2 separate regions of the Dromaius novaehollandiae genome follow, and region 2 is linked to region 1. The links are chromatin contacts, called in public Hi-C maps. All regions are on one chromosome and are shown on one strand. Each heading gives the region's core, a stretch centred on a gene start, on an enhancer-like site or on the middle of the called end of the contact. The rest is flanking DNA. Distances are from core to core; before and after follow the strand shown.

What was found. A called contact is a pair of places that touch in the nucleus more often than the background predicts.
Region 2: a contact with region 1 is called in a Hi-C map of brain, with 2.5 times the contacts expected there. The contact joins the promoter of TXLNB here to the enhancer-like site in region 1. A contact is called at or near these places in 2 of 4 Hi-C or Micro-C datasets (brain and ovary).

The regions. Positions count from the first base shown.
Region 1 is chr3:65,393,257-65,400,211 of bDroNov1.hap1, forward strand. It overlaps REPS1 (RALBP1 associated Eps domain containing 1), which reads right to left. Exons shown (of 20, transcript XM_026121599.2): 9 at 4,659-4,798. Among named protein-coding and RNA genes, the nearest start is that of CCDC28A, 47 kb to the left of the region's middle. Within about 2 kb of position 1,410, at least 1 of the 2 cell types and tissues checked has open chromatin away from gene starts, as enhancers often do.
Region 2 is chr3:65,572,942-65,580,755 of bDroNov1.hap1, forward strand. TXLNB (taxilin beta) reads right to left here and starts at 1,841. Exons shown (of 10, transcript XM_026120215.2): 1 at 1,727-1,841.

The DNA.
Region 1 (6,955 bases), core at 160-2,659:
GAGTAAAAGATCACTGAGGAGATTTAGCATAGTAGTTCAGAGGTTGCACTGGAAAGTACTAAATTCACACTGGACAGTATTTAACTTGGAAGCCACGCTAATATACCCTGAATCTTTTATTTCCATCTGAGATTGCTGTGCAAGCAAGTGTATTACCTGCCAACATCAATTATCTATATTCACTTTTCATAATGAAGATACAGGCACACAGTCAGTTCAGAAGTATTCTAAGAGTTTGTGTTTTTCAATGTAAATCACACAAGTTAAAAAAAAAGCTGCTTAAGCCACTGAAATATAGTAAAGATACAATCAGTGCCATATGTTGTGGGTGTTCATAATTACAAATCCCACAAACATTCCTCAGTTTTGTAGTTGCCAATTTTCAAATGTATTTAGCAAATATGATTTCTCTTCAAAATCTCAGACAAAAATGAACACTGAGCAGAGTACGCTAATTAAATCAGTTCATCTTGCCAGTGCAACCCCTGAGAAATGATTCTATTCTGTAAGTTTTTTTTAAACAAGCCTAAATTGCTGACAACGCACAGAATTAAATTCAAATACTGTTGATTGCTAAGAGCAAATAAGTCAATTTCTGAACAGTTTTACAAGATATAGGCATGCTGTATCAATACATAACTGTCAGAGTCCTCATGCTTAATAAGTCAAGCTACAGCTACAGTCAAATCAATGAAGTACCAAAGTACATATAATGAATCTGTGATCCAGAAACAAGATTACAAATCACACAAGGAATGCTAAACCTATTACATCTTAGTAAAATAATGAGTAAATATTAGTCAAGTTTGAAACAGTACAGCAAAAATTACAGACACAAGATTTTTAGTGCTCAGAAAATTTGACAAAAATGATGTTAGTATAGCTATGAAAACAATGAATATTCTTGTCCCACCTTTACAAGGCAAATAACTATAAATGTTTCCAGAATACACAGGATGAGCTATACAGTTGTTAGCCAACCTAATCTCATGCACTCCTTTATACCATACTATATTCAGTGAATAGCCTGTATATGAAACCAGTTTAGAACAGTTATTCCAGAAATAGTTCTTTTTATGGAAACTTCTAAGTAACTGTTTTCAATCAGCTGAAATTAATCACAAAAATTCAGAAAAAGACCCACAAAGTTAAGTGCCTTCATGTATGGAGATTTTGCTTGTATAGACAGGGCCTCATCTCCTCATTTCAGAATTTCATTTAAGGCATAAATCATGGGACATTATTCAGCTGCTGTTTTTACACAAAATTATCCCTTTGTCAGACTCTAATAAAGCCTTAATAACAACGATGTAAGCTTTCTCTCACTAAATACTCTCTCCTACCCCCTGTATTAATCCTTAACTCATCTCTGTGCTTCCCCTCTCCTCCTGGTCAAGAAGGGGCAGCATAGCACTGCAAGTAATTTGGAGCTATATAAACATGTTGAGTGAGCCAATTTTGATTAAGTCAGAAACTTAACAGCTGAGTTCTGCTAGCCTTTTCCTTGGCCTGGCCTCTTGCCTTCACATAGCTGCTCATTTTCATGAGACTTGCAGTAGCATCTATTTTAGGACTACCACTACCTTTTAAATGCAACTTGGTCTATGGCTTCAAAGTTACTGATGAGACTGGCAAACAGTTTGATGACAGAAATCTTGCTCCTTTATAGAAGATAAGTTTTAAAAAAGTAAGACATACAGTATCTACGTTACACCAAAATCAGTGCCAAATCTTGTTTAAGGTGGATGTCAGAAATGCTGGTGTATGTTTTTTTTTAAACCTAACTAAGGTTGTAGTATGCTGAATGTACTTTTTATTCTACTTCTCTGAAGACATACTGCAGGATATTCATTAACCGGCCTCAGGTTCCCTAGCTGGGCACAGATAAATCTTTTAGAACACCTTCTGGCTGCTCAGGGGAACAAGCCATTTGTGCTCCTTTCTGAAATATTACCAAACGCTAGTCACTGCTAATTCCCTGGTTAACAGAGAAACACATATATTAAGTATCTACTGGACTGCATCTCAAACTCTGTGTATGGCTTAAGAGAGAAGTTGACCATACCTGTTTAGTTCCAAGATTAAAACTTCCACTAACTAAAATATCTGTCTTCCAGACTTTCAAAAGTCTTTCAGAAAAACCTTTTGAAAGGTTAACTACTAGCAACTAAAACCCACAACAACCTGAACTGTTACTACAAGGTCTAACATTTGAAACAAGGTCATAAGCTGTGAACTCAAAACCAACTCTCCATATCTGTATCAAAGCTAATACGATCATATCATGCTAGACAGTTTTCAAAGAAATTTAGAAGTCTTTTCAATTTTTTACATTATCAGAACTAAGTGCTCAGACTTGAGACTGGATGACATAGGTGTCTAAAATGAGAAAGAAGCGATGAGTGAAAACATGAGAATGTATGCCTGACATGTACGCAGGAGATCAGTATCAAGAGTAAGGTGGACTTTTCATGGTGCTCTTTCTTTTGAGATTTGAAGCTGATGCTTTGGTCCATACTCATGAGTTTACATTGAGCCTGGCAATTAGAGTCTAAAAATCAACTATGAGCTAGAATGAACAGAGAAATCAAAGCTTTTGAAACTAACTGGGATGAAAACTGCCTGAAATGACCGTTGACCCAAAGCTGCATAACTTTTTTAAACAACCTCTTTGCAGATGACAGTTAGAAGAGGTTCAAAAGGAAACAATCATACTGGTGCCTGAAGTAATACCAGAAATTCTTTCATGGCATTAACACGTTGTGGACTTTGACCTGACTCATGATGGAAGGAAAAGGATGAGAAGCAAGAAACATGCATAGCAATATAGGCAAAAAAACAGAAGTTCCTTGATGTTAGATGAAAACCTCCTCATGCCTTTCACCAATTTCTTAACACTTAATAAATTTTTAACTCTCATTTTAGTATTAGTGTTTTCTAGTATATTTGGTCTGAGAGCTTTTCCAAACCTTTTAAAGTTTGAACTGATTTTCAGAGAGAAAAATACCACATTGTCAGTTATATAAGGGAGATTTTGGCTTGCAAAACAGTTGCATTAGTGGAGCAAAGTTAAGGACAATTTGCTATTTAATTAGTTTGAGTTGCACTGGTCACTGGAGGAATCCATTCAATTGTGTTTCAGCTTACCAAATGATAAGCTTATTAAACCTTTATTGCAAGTACAGGGGAATACATCAACACAAAATTTAAAAGAGTTACAGACATTTACAACTTCTTAGCAGCAACTGAGTATCTGCTCACCTCCTTCCTAACACATAGCTTCTACCTGCAGTCTAAAAGCCACTCCTAAAACAAACAGCTAAGAATCACTAAATCATATCGTTACTTATTTTATTTAATGATAGCACCATTGTAAGGCTTCCATTTGTCACTAAAAGCCAAAGCAGGCTCTTACAAGTCCTCCCTAAGAGATGAACAAAATCTCATCTGCCCTTGCCTTTTAATCCTAAAAAGTCTGCTTATTTTCGAACTGACTCCTCTTCATTTGTCTAGGTTTCCTACTACCAACATTCTATTCACTTGAAGGCTAAAGAAGAAAAAAAGGCACAAAAAGTTCCTTTAGTACCCAAGACAGACAGTTCTACCTATAGGTAAATATTATCTTAGCTGTTAAAAGAAGTTTTAGACTCTTCTTGAGCATCTCAGACTATTAAATGAAAAGACTTTTCAACAAATACTTTCAGTACTTTTCTCATTTTCTTATAATGAAAAACAAGCCTACATCTTTATAGTATGGGGGCATCCAGGAGTACCAGGTGTAGCCCATGGCCTCCAACTTTGACAGTCACTGTACAAACAGTATAATTTTTTCCTTCTCAGTTTACCGTTTAAGTCTCTGAAATAGCTCTTAGAATAAAACACTGGTTTATTCAGAATAAATTGCAAATCCAAAAATCTGTTAAAACAGATCAACAAAAAAAAATCCTAGGATAATGAAACTTTAGCAGATACTTTTAATCAAAGGACACTTGTGAAAGAATCCTCTTGAGTAATTTAGGTTTCAAATTCTGACAAAATACAGGTTTACTATATAAACAATCTTATCCAGATGATAAAATGAATACCAGCAGTACACGATAGCAGAAGTGTAATATTTAAATAAATTTAGCCAATGCTTGGCTTCAGATTCAACGTAGAATCTGTGCTTCTGAAACAGAGCTACAGCTTCTCTACCTTACTAGCAAGATTTTTCACATTTTGAGGTATATTCACCTTCACAGTTAATGGTCTCAATGTCCCTATCTGTCAGAAATCTACCTTGCAGTTTTGCAAAAGTTGTGTCTATAAAAGTTTGAGTAAGAACCCCAAGAAATCAAGAATGGATTAAACCTCCAATAAATATGAAACAAAATGATTTTATGATTCATATAAAACTCAATTACTACTAATGACACAACATTTTAAACAGCAACTCATCTCACCATGGGACAGGAGAACCAAAGTAAACATTACCTTTATTACAATTTAACATATGCAGAACCTTCTTGTTTTTTAAAATGTCTATTGTAGGGCTGAAGTTTTTGTCAATGCGTTCAATCTGTAATCAATATTCCACTTATGATGAATTATGGATGCATACACAATTTAGTTATTGACTTTGGCAATGAAAGAATTCTTAGATAAAAGCATCTGCTAACCTCACTGCTCTGATTCAGTTCTGGCCAGGTCTGGTTTAGGGATGGCATAGATGGTGACTTGCTTGGAGGAGCTTCTGCTGGAGAGCTGGCATAACCTACCTCACCAGTCTGTTCCCCAGCTTCTGAAATGACAGGAATCACTATAAACCAAAATCATGAATTGCATTCAGTCTCATCTCAGAAAAAGCTGCTCGAATCTCACAGAAAGTGCAAGTACCTTTTGGTTTTGACCTTTCCAAGTAAATATTTAGCAGCAGACTAAACACACTCATTCAAGTCAAATGTGCTATTTTTAAGGCACTGCCCTCATTTTGAGGATCTTCCTGAAAAGCAGACTTTGAAGATTATTCTGTGTCACACTATCTCCCTTTGCTAGGGGTTTTAAGTAGCATGAACACTGACTACATGTAGAAATAAATATGATTTATACTTACATTACGAGCAATTAACTTCACACTCATGTTTATTACCTCAAATTCAGAACCACTGAGCAGTTTTATCTTACAGAATAAAGCACTCCCTTGTATGAAAGGTTAACGCAACAATAATATATCAAGGTAAACACAAAACAAAAATAAAAAAACAGGGGTGAAGCAAACTACTAGTTCACTTAAAAGATTATTCTCCAAAGAATATTTTGTGTTTTAAGGCTTCCTACTAAAACGCTGGTGTTTAAATTCACTGCCTTCTGCAAACTGAACCAGTCTAGCAGCTACCACATTTTAAATTACTGTAATTCTAGTTTTTCCCCAGGTTTCCAACAACTACAATCCTTTGAAGAAACCCTTTCTTCAAAGTTATACAAATTTTCACAAAGCTGCACACTTTTGTTCTGTCCAAATTATAATAAAATGGGGTAAATGAAACGTGAACAGTAGATTAAGTGTTCTGCATAACTCAGTGAAATCCTGCTTAGAGTGTCTAATTTGTTAGATTTAATAATGCAGATGAAAGCAATGCCATAAAAGCTTCAAAAAAGCAGAAGTTCACATTACAACTGTACAATTTAAGTAAGAGGGACAGTTAAGAGTGTGACTGGTAAGCAGCTAGACAGACTAATGGAATGTTTGCAGTCCAAAGAATTAAACTCTGAACAAGGCAAAATACTGTACAAGAAGAAAGAGCTTAACTGAAGTTATCCACTTAAAAAGAATTGTTTTTTTATGTTTTTTAATAATCAGATACATGACTGAAGATGACTGTCACTAAGAATGCATGATACAGTGTATGAAAAATTGATTTATATAAAAAGGACTGGTTTCAGGCTCTTGAACAGCTAAACTCTGCAGCATGTCTTCTGCTATGACAGTGTAATATTGTTTGCTATCTTCCATTCAGAAGAAATTCACAATAAATCAAGTGTCAAATTGAGTTGCATGGCTCAGAGGGGGGAAAAAAACCCTCCTCCAACCACAAACAAACCAACTAGGTAGGTGTGCCCCCCCCAGTAAAGCTGGAACCGGAAACACGAATAGTCAGTGGTGACCAACTGCAGCTTGGAAAGCCAACAGTAGACCATGATCTCCAAAATGCTGGTGGGGACAGCAAAAGACCCAGACAAAAAAACCCAGCCAACTCACTGAAACCAGTAAAGGAATTAATGGTCCCATAATGTGGTAATGGGAGGCCAAGATGTTACTGATAAAAAAATAAAAAAGTCCACAGCAATAAAAGTTTACAAGCAGCTGGTGTTTATAAGCAGCATGCGCCAGCAAGTACTCCAGATGACATACTGTGGTCATTGTCCGTAACACTCATATACTAAGTTCAAAATATGCTAGTGGCAATGCTTTGAGAATACTCGGTGTATATTAATTGCTTTGAAGTGCAAACTGAGCAAAAGTCTTCTGAGTTAAAAAGAAAAAAATCACTCCAAATTCCGATTTTAACTGTGCTATAGCAGATATCGAATAACTACTGTTAAATGTAAAGTCAAAAGATAAGGCTGAAAACTCCTATGGATAGACTATCCAGCTTTTTGTAATCCAGGGAATTTACAAAGATCTACACAAACCAGAGATATATAGGGAGAATCTCAAGTTGTTAAAGTTATTAAGCCGTATAAGGCACACAAAGCATGGCAGGCTCTCCATAAAAATATCATCAATAAGCAGCAAATTTTAACTATATGCTGCATTTTGTAAGAATGCTGAAAAATGTTTTTACTAAGAGATAAAACAAATCAAGACTAAGATTTTATTTTGTAAGAAAAACATCCTGCGTAAACAAAGTATTCTTGGAAGAATTCTCAATTTATTGTCTATTAATAAGGAAGATGGCTAAAACAAACTAATTTT
Region 2 (7,814 bases), core at 591-3,090, 180 kb after region 1:
AATGTTCGTCCTCTCTTCCACATGCCAGAGGTGGGAAACACCTCTGACAGCAAGAGGGTGCTACTGCCTCCCCATGATGGGCCAGTGCTGGCTTGGGGAGAGCAGCCTCTCCATTCACCTCCTATCACTGTTAAAATACTTAGCTTAAACCAGGAGAGCAGTGGAGCACCTTGGGACACAGGCAAGCTCCAGTCTCTGATGGGAAGTTGCAGACACGCCTCTGAGGGTGATGCCTGTCTGCAGGAGCATGCCTGGCCATGTCTGCCATCTCGCAGTCAGACTGATGCTTGGGGACAACAGCAGTGAGCAGATCTGCCCACGGGGTCAGAAGACACCAAAATGGGCTAAGCACATGGTGTAGCCAGAGCTGCAGTCAGAGGCAAGAGAAGAGGCTAAGTAGGGTCTGGTAACATATTGAGTTTGTTTGGCTCTGACCATATCCCTTAACATTTCACATTAATGGCACATTTTGCATTCACTGTGCTTTGAAGTCAGCCAGTACTTCTAAAGTAAAAGGTCAGTCAGCAAGAGCCAGAGCCTGATTTAGCAGAGCTGCAACAGCCATTCCTCTGCTGCTGGAAAAAGTCACGCATGCAGTGCACCGTGTCAGCCAGCCTCTTGCACTGCAAGAGTGGACACTGCTGCCGTCACAGGAGACACTGTCCTAGCACAAACAGAACACAAAATAAGTGTTCTCTTCTTAGCTCAGTTTTGTATATTGTCACAGAGTTTTGTTTATCTTTTTTAAAAAGAAAGCTTCCACTTCCTTCTCACAGGAATTTCTTTATCCTTTCCTTCTTGCAGCTTGAACTTCTAGAGGGTTTACAAACTTGTCTATATTTAGTTCTTGCCTCCCCGTGTATCCAGCAGAAGGACACATGGCACCTGCTCTGCAGCCAGAAGTTATTTTAAGCACTTCTAAAATGGGTAATGGTATTTAGCACTTTATGCTCAAAATTCATATACACACACACACGCACACACAAATTCTCTAAAACAAAGTGTTCCACATAATTAGACCAGACAGCATATGCTGATAAAATCTAAAGCATTACCTTAACATTACACCAGACCAAACTACAGAAAAACTTCAAAGCAGCAAATATTAAATTCAGGAATGGCCTATACTAGTGTAGCTCCAATTACCCTTCAGAAAAATGCATGTGCCTTGTTACAACCTAGACACTGTCCTATATATTACTTCAGAAAGCATTGATAAAATCAGCTTTATTAATTACATGTCACACTTGAATAGCTTTAGAATTCATGTACAACTTTCTAGTAAAAAAACAAAACAAAACAAAACAAACAAACAAAAAAAAACGAAGACAGATTTGGAGGCTCCATGGCATATTTTCATACAGGCATGGAAATAACCCAGATTCAGAGACTTTCTGATGTCACTTGCCTCATGTCTCATGTGGCTTCTGAGTCTTGACCATTTATTGCTGTAGAAAAACAACCATGGCCCCTATTCTCACATAAAGGCAAGCTCTACCAAAGTCAGCTTAAATGTTTGTAATCACTCTTTAGAGAAGCATTTCTCACTTTCACCAATGGCCTTAGATACTTGCCTGTTTTCTTCATACATGCCACAGGCTACTTAGGCTTTTAAGGCTATTCCTAGAAAACATGGGCTGACAATCCCAAAGGGAAGCACTTAGATTAAAGCCATTGTGCCATGCCAACAAGCAGTGACAGCAAGGAAGCTGTTCATCAGACTTACCAGAGCAAGGAGAAGAGCTGAGTGGAGAAAAAAAGTCAGGCAGAAAGCTCAGACAAGGGCACAACAGCAACAGGACACTTGTACTATAATCCGGCTGCCGAGAGAAGAGGGACAGGAAAACCAAGTGAGGGGGGAAGGACGGGATGACACAGCAGGAGAAAAACACTCTAGAGACTGAATGCTAGCTTTGCAGGGGACTGGCTCTGATAGGCGAGCAGAGAGGCTGCCTGCTAGCTGGCAGTGTGACCCAGCTGTGTTGGCTATTCCCTTCTCTGACAGAGATAGGACAAGTGATTAGAGATTCAGGCCCTTAGAAAGAGAAAATAAAGGAAGGATCCATATGCAGCTGCTCTCATCGAAAGGTATGTCTTAATCCTTCAAGGACCTGATGGACTGTGCTGTGTGAAATCTGTCTGTATGGACCATGGACTGGTCAAACTCTTAATTCTTATGTCTGCACCAGAGACTGGGATGGCTTTCCATAATGTGAGCTCTCAGCTGTGACTGCTCTTTGCAACCTGGATTTGGGCTGGATTTATTATGAACCAGACTGATCTCTGATCATAGACTCGCAGGATAATTCAGGCTGGAAGGGACCACAGGAGGCCTCTAGTCCAACCTCTTGCTCAAAGCAGGGTCAGGTATGAGCTCAGTCCAGATTGCTCAGGACTTGGCTTTAGTCTTCAAAACCTCCAGGGACAGAGACTGCATAACCTCTCTGGGCAATCTGTTTTCCTGCCTGCCTGTCCTCAGGGTGAAAAAGTTTCTCATTATAGCTAGTCTGAACCTCTCTTGCTTCACCTTATGCTCGTTACCTTTTGTCCTCCCACCTTGCACCATTATGGAGAGCCTGGCTCTGTCTTCTCGATAATCTCCTCATAGGTACTGGGGAGTTACTATTAGGTGTCCCTGAAACCATTTCTTCTCCTAGCTGAACACTTCCCTCAGCCTCTCCTCATGGGGAAAGTGCCCCAGTCTACGGCCACCATGGTGTCCCTCGATTGAATGTACCAGCTTCTGCCATTGAGCAACAGTGCTAAAGAGATGGCTGGCATAGTTGTCCCTCTGAATCCTGTAGCCCTCAAATAAATGTTCTCATTGCTGCCAAGGTAACCTGTCTGACCTACTTTCTGCATATTACTGTGCCAGCTTACATTGTCCAGAAGTTGTCTGTATAAACAGCAGAGCACTCACCAGGGAGTTCAGTTGCATGCTGTTTCTCAGGGACCAGCATCTTCCACTTCTGTGTCCCACTACTCATGAAGCATCTTGAGATGTCAGAAGGCCTAAGGACCCTCTGCGATGCATTCTCCAGAGAGAAGTGCAGGTCAGTTTAATGTGCGAATATGCAAACAAGTGAGAAGCAATAGGCAGGTGCTGGAACTGGTGGCCAGTGAAGAAATGGGACTTTGGCTACAAAAAAAAATAGTAAGGCTCAGAACAGCAGTAGGAGGAAAAACACGTGTATGCTACAATGACTTGGAGTATGCCCTCAAGCTCACCAGCGTTGCACGGCACTAGAGGATTCAGAAACGCTTTGCAGCTGATTTATGAGGGATATAAGAGGAAACAGTGCTGGATAGCTCAGCATCAAGGACTACTGGCTCAAGAAATATTCCATATTACCAGCATCCCAGGCTTTCCCTGGAGAGAACTAAAGGTCCTGCAATATTTGTGGAGATAGTGTATGAGTGGAGGAAAAAACACACACAGAAAGACTTGGGGTGGTTTCTCATTAATAATTTGCAATTTCTAGTAATTTGTCTACTTGGAAAAGGCAGCTCATATTATCTGGGGATGCATGAGCATCAGGGCTTAAGGAAAAATCAATTCTTCATATCTTCTTTGGACACTCGTGGTGGTTCAGTAGTGCTCCTGAAGAAGTCATAGATTTAAGAATAATGAAGGGAGCTTACAAGGTTGGAAACTTCTGCTGAGAATCTTTTGGAAGGGGTTAGAAACTGGCTGGACATGTTTTGAGAGAAGATAAAACTCTGAGGTTGTCTGTGATATGGCAGAGTGAGTGAACAAAATACAACAGAAGATAAGAGTATTTGTATAGGCTCCTTGTGCTTCTTCTGTTTTGACTGGAGAATTCTCTTGTTCTTGTCACTTGTTGATCTTTCTTTTGAAATAAAATCAGCTCCAGGGTTTCTGGGATCAAAATCACAACTGATCTATCAAGGAGCTGAGCAACAGCTAAGCTGCAGTAAATAACTGAAGGATATTCTCACTCCTTGGCAAACATGAGGTAAGACACGTTCAGCTTCACCCTCTTTCACTGTGGTTGAAGCTTACATGCGTTAGCTCATCTTTGCAACAGGCTAACAGCATCCATGCAGACCGTTAGCACAGCTCAAATGACATGCAGTGGTACACTGGGTGGTAATAACTTGCACATATGTTTGGGACATCAAAGGGTACTGAAAACAGGAAATTAATTGGGGTCATTGTTAGAAAAATCAGCCACAGGAAATCCAGAGCTTCATGTTCTGAATAGTTCCCAAAAATGCAAGTACAGAAAACAATTTCTGATACAGTCAGGAAAGAGAAAAGGCCAGATAAAATCAGTGTTCCTGATTACGTAGGTAGTATATATGTGTAGCTAAAGAAAATTAAGTGGGATCTGCTGGATTTTGGCCAAGAGAAACCTGTAAATTGAAACAACCACCTAAATAATGGGATAGGAAACTGAGACTGAGAAATTTAGAGTGTGTGTTGAAACCATTATACAGTCAATTTATATACTGAAAACACTGGACATTCTGAATCTGCATGCTGGGATGGTTACACCTGATGAGCTGAGGCTAAACCTGAGGAGTGAGCGTACTGAAAATGCTGACTGTGAAACCTGCATTGCTGTTGAAGTTTCTGTTTTTGGAATGCTTTGGGCATTTCATGTCCCTGTTTAGGGGAGGAGAAAGAAAAGCTTTCTCTAATCCTCAAGAAAGAGAAGAAATGTAACTTCCCCACATCAAAGCTAGACCCACTACTTCAGAGTTTCCTGCTACCAGGTGGAATTTCTTTTCCAATTGGGTTCTATGAGCTGGATTACAGATCCATAACCATATACTATCTTCCTTGCTTAGTCGATGGCAACGTTACATAGGAATTTCTTGTCTTCTAGCCTGTTTCTGGATTACACATGGATAAAAGAAACCTAAATCTATTGAAGAAACAGGCTTCCAGGGGGAAAAAAAATCATTTTACCAGTAATTTTCTACTTATATTTATCATTTGCTCTATGTGATATTCAATGCATTCAGCCTTACCAAGTGGAAGGACAAGTTCCTCATGAAGTCATTTCTATTCAAGCTTTTGGTTTCTCTTCTTGTCTTTTTTGGATGTATCTTCTCCTTTCTTCCCCCAGGCCATCTCCCTCAACTGCAACATTCAGCTCCCACCTGCTGATGCTCCCCCACACCCACCCCATTACTAATGTCATTGGCACAGAAACTATTATTTGTGGAGGTTTTGTGTATTCTTTTTTTGTGTCATGGGAAGGTTTAGGTGAAAGACCTACAAGCTCAAGTTTACAGTCTCCCTCTCAGATGCTCAAGGGCTTAAAAATATGCAAATTCTGTCTGCAGGCAATACTGCATTGGTTAAAGTCAATTAAAAAGCCTTTGACCTTTTTTTTTTTTCACCATGAGCAAATATAAGTCTTCATTTCTTTTTCCTCCTAAATGAAGGCTCAATTTCTGCAGAAACACTAATATCCCTTGGAAGCCACACAGACTACTTTGGCCTGCTTTCCAGTCTCTTTATAGCAGGTGAAGAGCCTGTGGAGAGTCTCCTGTCTCATGCATCGTACAGAATAGAGCAGCCTGCACCCCTCAGAAGGCAACTGTAGATGCTCTGCTCCAGAAGACCATGTCTGCAGGCAATACTGCATTGGTTAAAGTCAATTAAAAAGCCTTTGACTTTTTTTTTCCACCAGGAGCAATTACAAGTCTTCATTTCTTTTTCCTCCTAAGCAAAGAAAATCTGGAGGCAACTGCTCCTAATCACATCCTACACCTGGACGTTGACTGCAGTGGACTGCCATGGCTTGGCACTTCAGTGCCAAATTTGCATCAGTGAGAGTATAATTTTTGGATTCTAGCAAAGAAACCCCTTTAAGAATCTGGAGGAGCTCCTCATGGTTTTTCTACAGAACAATTTATGATTTATTTTTGGAAACATACAAGTCTTTCAAATTATACTGTAGCTGGGCAGAATCAATTCCTGTAATACCTCTACTTCTATTAATTATATTGCAAATAAAATTGGTCCATTCTGTTTAAACACACACCATAATATACTTAGACCATAATACACTTTATATAATATACCATAATATACTTATACCATGATAAACTTATGTATATTAAATATACAATGAAAGTATAACATATCTGATTTTTTTTTCAGAAATAGCCTTCATAAAGGTGTTAAGATGCAAGAGCACAGTGATGTGTAAGCTTGCTGAGTCTGGTGGTGGTTTCCCGCTGTGTGCAGCTCTACCTGAACGAGTGTTGGGAGAGCCTGCAAGGTCCCACGGCTAAGCTTGTCAAGACTGATCACCACTGGGTTTAATTTACTTCTATAGAAATGCTGTAAACATCTGGACCAATCAGACATTTTGCCTGGTGAGCTGCTCAGGAATCATTTCTCTCTTGCTTAGTCCTGTGTCAAAAAGAAAGGGAAAAATAACATATTTGCATTTATTTGCATACATAAACCAGGTGTTACATCTAATCTAATAAGATTTTATGACCTCAAGGGTTTCTCATATACCTAAGGTTTGCCAGGTTTTCTCTTCTACAGTTCACAGATCCTGGCTACAAATGGCAGTTAATAGCACAGTCAAATTACCTGACATAGAAAATCCCAATAGGTAACAGACTTAACTATTTTAAGCAAATAATTTAATTCTAAATCTATATCAGTAAGAATATAATTTCTGAATCTTAGCAAGCAAACCACTCTAAGAATCTGGAAGAATTCCCCACGGTTTCCTACCGAACAGTTTTTGATTTATTCTTGGAAAGATTCAAGTCTTTTGAAACCTTAAGAGCAAGCAAAATCAATTATCAGGGTTTCAATTTTCTACAGGCAATTTCCACCACTTCAGCTTGCCCAAGAGATAGACTCTCCATAAATACGTTATGTTATATGCTATTTGAAGAATTTGGCAAACTGGTGAATAGCTTCATTTGAAAAATCACACATAAGGTAAAGGAATCCCCTGGGTGAAGCAGGCAGTCACACCTGAATGCATCTCTGCAGCCTGGAAACAATCCTTCTCTGATATATACAGGCAATTTATTGGGAAGAAAAAGTGCAGTATTATCTGTTTTCAGTTAAAGTGGTGCTGCAGTGATGTTACTGCTGATTTACACCATTGTGAGCTAATGTAAAATCCAGTATGAAATTTCAAAAAGCTACTGAATCCCAGGATAATTTTTCCCTGAAACTGTTTCTTTTAGTCCAATTTTATTTAAAAGTGATGGCCCTCCAGCTAAAAATGACCTTCTATCAGTACACTGTGGGAAGAGAGTTGGGCCAAGTCAAGCCTGGATATTTTGTGATCCTGCCAGGGGAAATCTCTGTGCCCAATTCAGATGTAATCATGCTGTAAATTACATATCAGCTGTAATTTGGAAGTAATGTAAATGCCAAGGGTACATTGGTCAAGGGGGAGTTGTAGAGAAGAAAATTAGATATTCCAATAGAATAATGTAAACTGACTCACCTTATATAAAGCTGTTTTTTTCTCTCTCCCACCCTTTTCTAGCCCCTTCCATTTGCTAATGATATTCACTTGCATCAATTTCATTATCAACATGCAACATTTTTTAGATTGTTGCTAGAAGTGGCTTGTAAAAATTAGAAATGGCAAAGACCTATTAAAGTCTCAGTCCTGCAGCTGCTCCATATGTGGAACTCCCATTGATTGCACAAGAAACACCTGCTAGTGAGCAGAATAGAGAATAAAGCAAATTAGGAACTGAAGGCTAGCTCTCTCAGCTGTACGGGCTGTACATGGGTTGTAAAGCATCCTATAGCTGGGATGAAGCATCTTTCTCTAGAAAGGCCAAGGTCC